2 separate regions of the Macaca mulatta genome follow, and region 2 is linked to region 1. Evidence: chromatin contacts called from public Hi-C data. All regions are on one chromosome and are shown on one strand. Each heading gives the region's core, a stretch centred on a gene start, on an enhancer-like site or on the middle of the called end of the contact. The rest is flanking DNA. Distances are from core to core; before and after follow the strand shown.

The links. A called contact is a pair of places that touch in the nucleus more often than the background predicts.
Region 2: a contact with region 1 is called in a Hi-C map of fetal cortical plate, with 2.0 times the contacts expected there. The contact joins the promoter of LOC114669944 here to the promoter of ZNF678 in region 1. A contact is called at or near these places in 2 of 14 Hi-C or Micro-C datasets (fetal cortex germinal zone and fetal cortical plate).

What each region holds. Positions count from the first base shown.
Region 1 is chr1:85,284,373-85,289,646 of T2T-MMU8v2.0, reverse strand. It overlaps ZNF678 (zinc finger protein 678), which reads right to left and starts at 2,741. Exons shown (of 5, transcript XM_077939114.1): 1 at 2,571-2,741.
Region 2 is chr1:85,492,750-85,498,023 of T2T-MMU8v2.0, reverse strand. It overlaps LOC114669944 (zinc finger protein 717-like), which reads left to right and starts at 2,751. Exons shown (of 5, transcript XM_077939282.1): 1 at 2,751-2,832.

The DNA.
Region 1 (5,274 bases), core at 1,492-3,991:
AGATGAAGGGTGTACCAGAAGACTTCTCTCAGCCCCAGGACATCCAGCAGCTCCACTGAGAGGTTCCATCCCCATGCCATAGGCTGTCCTCTGGTAAGAAAAAAAACCCAGCAACCAAAATTCACTAGATACTCCAAGAGACATAGCCACTGTGGGCATCTTGGGTCATTCCCAGACAATTCTGAAACTCAGGACTAGGATAAGAGTGGCTGACCGGCCAGGCGCGGTGGCTACGCCTGTAAGCCCAGCACTTCAGAAGGCCAAGGCGGGCGGATCGCGAGGTCAGATCAAGACCATCCTGGCTAACGTGGTGAAACCCTGTCTCTACTAAAAATACAAAAAATTAGCCGGGCATGGTGGCGGGCACCTGTAGTCCCAGCTACTCGGGAGGCTGAGGCAGGAGAATGGCATGAACACGGGAGGCTGAGCTTGCAGTGAGCTGAGAGTGCACCACTGCACTCCAACCTGGGCGACAGAGAGAGACTCTGTCTCAAAATAAATAAATAAATAAAAATAAATAAAAAAGAGTGGCTGAGGATACAACAAGCTGTAAAGTTTCCAAAGTGGAACCTCAACTCAAAGATATTGTACAAGGCATCTGTGCCTAGGAAAGATAAAAGCAGAGTGCCACAAATATTTCTTTACAATAGAGTGCCAGGGGGTTCTTCTCTGCTTTTACAAACAGAAAACAAATCTTTAAAGAGTGCCACAAGCATGGGTAACTAGTGAAACCCAATCTCTGCAAAAAAATAAAATAAAAAGAATTAGCCGGGCATGGCAGCACACACATTTAATCCTAGCCACTCAGGAGGCTGAGGCAGAAAAATCACCTGAGCCCAGGAGTTGGAGGCTGCAGTAAGCTATGACAATGTCACTGCATTCCAGCAGCCTGGATGACAGAGCAAGATCCTCTTAAAAACAACAACAAGCCAGGCGTGGTGGCTCATGCCTGTAATCCCAGCACTTTGGGAGGGCGAGCGGGCAGATCACGAGGTCAAGAGATCTAGACAATCCTGGCCAACATGTGAAACCCCATCTCTACTAAAAATACAAAAATTAGCCAGGTGTGGTAGCGCACACCTGTAGTCCCAGCTACTCAGGAGGCTGAGGCAGGAGAATCGCTTGAACCCAGGAGGCAGAGGTTGCAATGAGCCGAGATTATGCCACTGCACTCCAGCCTGTCAACAAAGCGAGACTCCAACTCAACCAAAAAAAAAAAAGCCGGGCAGGAAAAAAAACAACAACAGGCCAAGCGCCGTGGCTCACGCATGTAATCTCAGCACTCTGGGAGATCAAGGCGGGGGGATCACAAGGTCAGGAGTTGGAGACCTGCCTGACCAACACGATGAAACTAAAACACAAAATACTAAAAATACAAAAATTAGCTCAGGGTGGTGGCACGCGTCTGTAATCCCAGCTACTCAGGAGGCTGAGGCAGGAGAATCGCCTGAACCCGGTAAGCAGAGGTTGCAGTGAGCCAAGATCGCGCCACTGCACTCCAGCCTGGGCTACAGAGCGAGACTCCTTCTTAAAGAAAAAACAAAAACAAAACAACAATAGCAACAACAAAGAGTGCCCTCCAATGTTCTGTGAAAAAATGATTAATTAAAATATTGTGCCTGGAGTATGCAATAAAAGACAAATAGCTGACAATGTTGTGAATTGAAGAGGTGACGGTGGTTTTTGTGAATTTTGGAAAGAGACTGAAAATTTAGTATTTTATTGCAGGCCAGAGTTAGGCTGGGGGAGCAGGGGAGGAGATTTGAGACTCTGCTTTCCATGTATTTGGAAAATGCAGGGGAAAACCAGTCTCTTGTGCAGTGTTAAAATAATTAGCAGGCAATTAGACAGATGTGGCTCTAGTGTCTTGCGTTTCGACATGAAAAATACTAGTAGCTCAAATGCATTTCTTGTTAATGACTACCTTAAGTGGAAACAAAATCCAGGTTCAACCAATCGCAAAACTCCAATTAATCTCTAATTAAATAACCAGGAAATTTCCACGTGTACAGTCCAAATAAAGTGACTGTAACTGTCGCCAGTCAATTATTAAATTTGGCTTGCTTCCTCATGCACCCTACAAAAGCCTTTCCTTCAAGCACCTCCTCCATAAACCCACAAGCCACACACCATAGATGGGTGCTCTCCCATTCCAGAAACTCCCTTTGCTCAAACAAACTCTTCAAAGCTTTAAGAGTGACTCCCTTTATTTTTCACAGGAAAAAGGATGGACTGCACAGCTAAGATGAGCCCTATGGAACAGCTCTTCCCACGCATGTTTCGCACACCGAGTTGGGCTTCTCCCCGATGACCCTCCCCTCCGGACCAAGCACACAGTTTGGGGGACTGGCGGGGTGGCAGCTTCATAGCTGCCCAGAGAGGCCGGGGCGGAGGCCCGGGCGGAAGCCGCGGCGCAGCGATGGGAGGAGAATCACGCGGCGGCCCGGCCCCGCCCCTACCCAGAGGTGACAGATCCCACAGGTGCCAGCAGAGACTCCGGGCCGCGGACTCCGCAGCTGATGCGGGGAGGCCGGGCCGCCATCTTGGAACACCCTCCAGGGAACTCTCACCGTTTTCCGGATTTCGGTGTGTCCTGGCATCTTAGCTACGTAACTCCCAGCACCTGCAGGTCACAGGGAAACCAGACACTGCAGCAGCAGAGTCACCAGGGCCTCCCGCAGGTGAGGATAAATAGCGGAGAAGACGCGACCGAAGCTCCAACTGGAGCGCAAGACAAAGGCCCCGCCAGATCCCGGAAACCGCCTCTGCCTCTCAAGCTGCGCTCCTGATTGGACAATTCCCACGTCAATGTCCCTGATTGGACAGGGCTCCAGGACCCTCCTCCTTTGGTTATGAGTGACAGGAGATGAGGTCAGCAAAGGGGTTGAATGAGACTATTAATAAAATGGGCAATTTTTTTTTGTATCCTTCCAAAATTGTTCCATGTCTTTACATGTATACCATCTTTAATAAAGGGCGCACTCTTAAGCCAATCTGCAATCTTTTTTCCTGAGTGTCTGAACAGCATCATCATCATCTTCTGTTGGCGAGAAACCTGAAGATGAGTTTTCCTCCCAAAGCACAGACCAGTCAGAAGCCGAGGCGTGCTTGGGAATGCTGGCGGGTGGAAAGGGGAGGCTGCCTGTGCATTCCGGTGCGCCTGTGGGACTGTCCTAGCAAGCAGGACCCAGCTGTAGAACAACTACGCAATGCATGTGTTTCTGACCAAAGGGGACCTGCTGTCCACCCGCCTCCTCTGCTGGGCAGGGCAGCTAATGGTTGGGGTATTTACATCCAGGCAGGTGTCCCAGGCCAGTCCCCTGTCAACCCATCATAATAAAAAAGTCAGAATCTATTTTCAAAAGCATATTCAAGGGCACATGTTCAGGATACCTACCTGAGAGCATAAAGTTGCCCTGAATATACACTCCAATTAGTAGCCATTACAAGTGGATTTTGAGAAAAGACGCAGTTCCTAAAATTTTCATCAAAAATTTACATTAAAATCCATAAGCCACTGACTGGCTATACATTGTTCTTTGTATCACAAATTCCAGATGAGGCAGCTCCTTAGGAACAACATACCTTTAAACAATTGCCTCTGGGAAAGGGTGTGGAGGTGTGTCTCAAATCCCATACTCAAGTCTCTCTGGGCCAGAAAAATCTTTTGTACCTCACAGAGCTTCAGCTGTTCAGAGCTATTCTTCTTTTCTTATTCCCATAGTCGGTACACTTGGACCCTTAACAAGAAATAAGTTCAAACAGAAAATTTGCCAAGCCACAGGAATAATGGCCTGTCAGTGCCCTCCACGAAGCTGATTGTCACCTTCCTTCAACACCCTTTCCACTGCTTCCCCCCAGCACACACATCCTGGATCCCGGGAGAGAGGGGCTGAAGCACACCCAGACACATCTCACGACCACCACGAGCAAAACCAACCCCCTCCCCACCCCGGCCCTCCCCACACAGACACACACTGGCGCACTCGCGCAGGTACACACATACACACACACACAGAGAAAGAGACAGATAGTTTGAGGGAGAGCAAGAGAGAAAGGGATGGAGAGAAAAAGGGAGGAAGAGAGAGACAGCGATAGAGAGAGAGAGACAGAGTGACGGAGGGGAGAGAGAGAGAGAGAACGCGAAAGAAAGGGTGCATGGTGGAGGGGAAAGAAGAGAAAGGGTGAGGGAGATAGAGAGCGAGAGCCATACAACCTTAGAGAGGGAGTCCTCTGCTCTGGTAGACAGGGCCCCATTGAGCAGGCCTGGGTAGGGTGGAGGGTGCTTGGGCTGGGCCAGAACAGGGTGGCAGGCCGCCCACGCGGGTGAACCAAGGGAGCCCTGAAACGTGTTTTTTCTTGGATTGGTTGATTTGGGGGTGCGTTTCTTAGGGTTTTTCCTTTGTTGGCTCCTCCCTGTCCTCTTGGTGCGGTGGGCCCCGAGATTTGTAGAGTGCGCGCATCCGTCTAGCTAGAGCGGAGGCGACGAGCGTGCCCAGGGAGCCGGAGGCCTGCGTCTCTCTCGTGTCCTCGGGACTAGAGTTTACACGAAGTTGGTGGCAATGGGATTCTGGGTGCACAGGGACGGTTGTTTTGGTGGCTAATGAAGGCAATGACCTTCCCCGAGGGGGAAGCAGCCCATGCGTTCTGGAGCGGGGGTCTTGGCTGGCGTCTGCGGGGCCCGCTACCCCTGCCGGCCCCTTCCCTGGGCTTGGACGGTGGCGGCGGCGCCGCATGATTGAATTGAAGTGCTTGCGCCTCCCGGGAGCAGGAAGACACCCAGGACAGCAGGGAACCCGCCTCTACGCCTTCAGGGTCGGGCCCCGGCCAGCCACAACCCGGGCTCCTGCTGGGGCTGCGGCGAGGCGGGAGAGGTGGGATGCTGCTGCCTGGCGGTGGTGCAGTGGGGGACCCCTAGGTCCCGGGCTGCTGCGGGGGCGCAGCAGGGCGGAAAAGGGGGGAGCACAGAGGGCGGTTAGGAAGCAAGCAGATAAAAGGGGAAGGTTAGGAAGAGTCAGAGGGCGGTTAGGAAGCAAGCAGACAAAATCCCTTCAGCACTCGGTATTCCCGGGCGGAATCCCATCCAAGTACTCACCCAGCCGACCCTGCTTAGCTTCACTAGATCAGAGGAGATGGGGCGCGTTCAGGTTGGTATGGACGTAGACCCTGACAGTGGCGCCTGGCCGCCCCAAGAACTGGGTCCAATCACGCCTACCAGACTCCAGGCGTCCCCGCCACCCCGGGGGCGCGGGGCTCGGATGGCGGACCCCGGAG
Region 2 (5,274 bases), core at 1,502-4,001, 210 kb before region 1:
AGTTAAAGACTTAAAACAAACTTTGGCAATTGAGACAGGATACCAAAATGTAAATGCCACTGAATCAAATATTCTGTCCACACGTTAAACAAAAGCAATTTTTATGCTTGTGTGCACAGCAGGCCAGAGGCCCAAATTGTCACCTTTCCACTAGGATGGCCCTCCAGTAAACCAGACATGGGCTGCATGGTAGCTCTTTTCCAAGATTCTACAGCCTAGGGTAACAAGTCGTGCCAAGCTCTCCCTCTGCTATATCTCAAACTCCAGCACCCTGTGGGTCAGCTCCTGAGGGCCATCCAGCTTTCATCTCCCAACACTAAGTTCACTTCGCATCTCTCATGACAGACAGGAAAATTAGCATTCCTTGGAGACCTGAAAGGATGCAGTGAGCTTAATAATTTTCAAGAGCTTATCAGTCGGCCCTTGTTCATCCCTGAGCGGGTGTGTGGTGGTGTTGTGGTGGACCTTTACTGGATACTCTGCCAAATAACTGGAGTGGCAGTTGTGCTTTAGTCCAATTGGGTATCCCTTTTGCCCTGGCATTTCATCAACCAGAGGAAAGAAAAATAAGACATCTTAAAGAGAGAAAAGCCCCTTCTAAGTCTTTTGGCTCTCACATCTAGACACAATTAAAGACCCACCAGGAATAACGGATCCATTTGAAGCCCAAAATCAAATAGCTGCAGGATTTGAGTCAATATTTTGGTAGGTGACAGTTAATAAAAATGTAGATTGGATAAACTACATCTATTACAACCAACAGTGATTTATTAACTACATTAGAGCTGCTGTTAAAGGAACAGCTGAAGAATTAGGGGCTACTAGCCAGATGGCTTGGGAAAATAGGATAGCCTTAGACATATTAGCAAAACCAGGAGTTTGTGTCATAATTAAAACTCAATGTTACACCTTCATCCCAAACAACCCTGCCCCTAATAAAAGTATAACAAAGGCATTACAAGGTCTGACTGCTCTGTCCAATGAGTTAGCCAGCAACTCAGGGGTAAATGACCCCTTTACAGGATGGCTAGAAAAAATAAAAAAAAGAAAAAGAAGTAGTTCGGTAAATGGAAAGGAATTATAGCCCCAATTCTTACTTCCCTCGCAGCCATACTAGGTGTACTTATTCTTGTCGGGTGCTGTGTCATACCACACATCCATAGGTAGATGCAGAGGCTCATAAAAACGGCACTTACTAAAACCTCCCTTAACTATCCTCCACCTTATCCAGAGAAGCTTTTTCTTTTTAAAAAATCAAGCAAAACAACCAAGCCAAGACATGTTAAAAAAAAGTTTAAAAACAAAGCTGTAAGGAAGTACAAGGGGAGGGATTGTTAGATATGAGCTCAAAATTTCTTTTCAAAGAATGTCAGTATGTTCAATTCTTTGTCTTCTACTTTTAAACTTCCTCATAAAGCAACCTTTTCCCAATTACCTGCTCCACCCTAACTCATTCCAATTATCTGCTACCTGCTCTGCCCTGACTCCTGCCAACGCACTCACCCCATCCTTCTCTTTAAATTCGCCAGTTGGAATTAGTTTAGCCTGTGCGGTCTAATCCTAGCCAATAGGGGAAGAACACAGCAGCAGGTGCCACGTGCGTCAGGGTTAAGAACCCCTTCCCCTCCCTTGTCCAAGTGTGCGCTCACCATTGTTCCATATGTAAGGGCACACTCTTCTATATAGAAGTAACTTGCCTTGCTGAGAAAAAGTAAATTTTATATTCGAGTGCTATTTCTTTTGCGGCACTGAAACTTTATATATAATAGTTTTACTTACACACTCAAACCAAATAACTAAAGATTTGATAGCTGGATGGATGAAACTTTGGAGTTCATGGGCAAATAATTACCAGATGCTGGAGTGTAAACTGGCATAAGGATTATGGAGTGCACCCATCCTATGAACCTGCTGTTTTATTGTAGTCTATATACTAGAGCAGTGTTTCCAACTGTGTAATACGACCCATTGAAGATTCACAAATTAGTTTACTGGGTGAGAACAAACATCTTTTAATAGGTTCGAACAGTGTTAACCTTAATTTTCTGTCTGTCAACAAATTTAAAGTACAAGACAGACACAATTCTAATGCTTTGGGATGCACCTGCAAAAAGCAGATGTGGGTTCCATAACCGCAGTACCTTTCACTAACAAAAAGAACTGTAGCTAAAGGTGGATATCACCCACTGCTGCGCCCACATGGCGCTTCTCCATCCTCCCCACAGCGTTCCAGTCTGGGTTTGATAAAGACGCGGAATCCAGCTGGAAGCAGTGGCTCACTTCTGTAACCCCAGAACTTTGGGAAGCTGAGGCAGGTGGATCACAAGGTCAGGAGTTCAAGACCAGCCTGGCCAACATAGTGAACTCCTGTCTCTACTAAAAATACAAAAATTTGCCAGGCGTGGTGGTGGGCGCCTGTAGTCCCAGCACCACAGAGGTTGAGGCCCGAGAATCGCTTGAACCCGGGAGGCGGAGGTTGCAGTGAACCGAGACTGCGCCACTGCCCTCCAGACCAGGGGACTAAGCGAGACTCCGTCTTCAAAACAAAACAAAAACAAGCGGAATCCACCCTGCTGTCCCATGGAGAGCGCAATCCTCACCCTCAGGCCACAGGACACTGCAGCAGAATTGACTCCCTGAAGTTAACACATTTCCTCCCTGGGTGGGTCGGACACCGCAGAGGCGCGTGGGAAATGTAGTCTCTCTCCAATGACGCCACCAGCACAGGACCAAGGGAAAAGAGCTTCCGGGTTCCTTCCGCGCATGCCCTGCCCCACTCCGCCGTCGCTCCTGGTAAATTTGAACCCTGCAGCTCTCTGGACTACTCCGCAGGTCTGGGGTGGGGTTGGGCGTCCCTGAAGTTGGTTGCGAAGGCGGAAGGGGAGACCACCAGCCTTGGGGGTTCGTGGGTGGGCGTACTGAGCTCCCTTGGTTGGAGCAGGCAAAGGGGCGGATTTGAGGCCGCCGGGCCTAAAGCATAGATGTGGGGCTGAAGTGCGGGGCGACTGGGGTTGTGCTGTCCCTGGCTGCGTCCGAGGCTGTGCTCCCCCGGTGGGCAGATGTGGCCTCTGGTCTCAGAAGAGGGTTCCAAGAGGGCGCGGCCAGGGTCCACCGGAGATGGAAGGGATATTGAGGGCTGGGAGCTGGCGGGTCTCCCTAGGAAGGAAGGAAATCCTCCAGTGTTAAACTGTTTACACTGAAAATCTGCTGTTCAGTGTAGTCACCTAAATGTATGATTTTAGCTAGATCTGGGTCACTTGCTAAAACTTTTCCATCAGCATTTGCTGCTTCACCTTGCATTTTTATGTTATGGAGACAGTTTTGTTCCTTGAACCTCACGAACCAACTTCTTGCTGGTATCTTCTGCAATTTCTTCATCTCTCTTGGTCTTTATAGAGCTGAAGAGACTTGTATCCAGACCACTCACTCTTTACCTGTATCAGCAATAAAACTGTTTCACTTTCCTGTACTCGTTTGTTCACTGGAATAGCGTATTTCCTTTCTCATTGCACTCACAACTTGGCTAAGTGGTGCAAGAGGCCTAACTTTTGGCCTCTGTTTTTGACATGCATCCCTCAGTAAACTTAATTATCTCTGGTTTTTGATGTAAAGTGAGAGATGTGCGACTCTTCTTTTTACTTGAACACTTAGAGACCATTATACGGTTATTAATTGGCCTAATTTTAATGTTTTTGTGACTCAGGTGAGGAGACCACCCCCTCATATCGTCTTATGCCCAATTTCTGCCTCCAAAGAAAGAACAAGTAAAAACTAAAAGGCAGAAATGAAATCCACAGGCAGACAGCCTGCCACCACACCCTGGGCCTGGTAAATATTGACTCCTGACCTAAGGGTTATGTTATCTATAGATTACAGACATTATATAGAAATGCACTGTGAAAATCCCATCCTGTTTTGTTCCGATCTAATTACTGGTGCATGCAGCCCCCAGTCACATACCCCCTGCTTGCTTAATCAATCACAACCCCCTCACATGCACCCCCTTAGAGTTGTGAGCCCTTGAAAGGGACAGGAATTGCTCACTCCGGGAGCTCGGCTCTTGAGACAGGAGTCTTGCTGATGCCCTCGGCTAAATAAACGCCTTCCTTCTTTAACTCGGTGTCTGAGGAGTTTTGTCTGTTGCTCGTCCTGCTACATTTCTTGGTTCCCTGACCAGGAAACAAGGTGATTGGCGGATAGTCGAGGCAGCTCCTTGGGCGGCTTAAGCCTGCCCTGTGGAACATCCCTGCAGGGGACTCTGATCAGCCTGAGTGACACGGATCCTGAGCACTCCTGGGTAGGCGTTTGCCCCACTGGGACACCTTGCCAGAGCAGTGTGTGACAGGCCCCCATGGAGGATCAACGCAATGGCTGAACACCAGGGAGGAACTAGTACTTGGAGTCTGGACATCTGAAACTTGGTAAGACTAGTCTTGAGAACTTGCCCACTCCTTTTGAGTGGAAGTGTGGCCTGATCACCCACGGCATGCCTTTATTGGCACTTAGGTTTGGTTTTGGTTTTGGTTTTGGTTTTGACTTGGTTTGAATTGCTTGACAGGACTGGTCTTAGGAACTTGCCCACTCTATTTAGTGGAAACATGGCCTGATCACCCACGGTGTGCCTTTATCGGCACTTTCATTTTGGTTTTGACTTGGTTTAAATTGCTTGACAGGACTGGTCTTGGGAACTTGTCTACTCCATTTGAGTGGAAGCGTGGCCTGATCACCCACAGTGTGCATGTACCAGCACTTTGGTTTTTGTTTTTGACTTGACTTGGATTGCTTGATACTTTGGTTTTGGTTTTGACCTGGCTTAGATTTCCTGATACTCTGATTTTGGTTTTGGTTCTGGTTTGGTGTAAACTGTAAAAGTGTGTGTGTGCCCTTTTTACCCTTTGTTTTGTGGTGTGCGTGTGGTGTGAGCATGGTGTTTTGTCTCGAGGAAACATGGGTCAGGCACAAAGTAAGCCCACCCCACTAGGAACTATGTTGAAAAACTTCAAAAAAGGATTTAAGGGAGACTATGGAGTCACCATGACACCAGGAAAACTTAGAACTTTGTGTGAGATAGACTGGCCAGCATTAGAGGTGGCTTGGCCATCAGAAGGATGCCTGGACAGATCCCTTGTCTTGAAGGTATGGCACAGGGTAGCCTGTAAGCCAGGGTACCCAGATCAGTTCCCACATATAGATTCTTGGTTACAGCTAGTTTTAGACCCCCCCACAGTGGTTAAGAGGACAGGCAGCAGCAGTACTAGTAGCAAAGGGACAGTT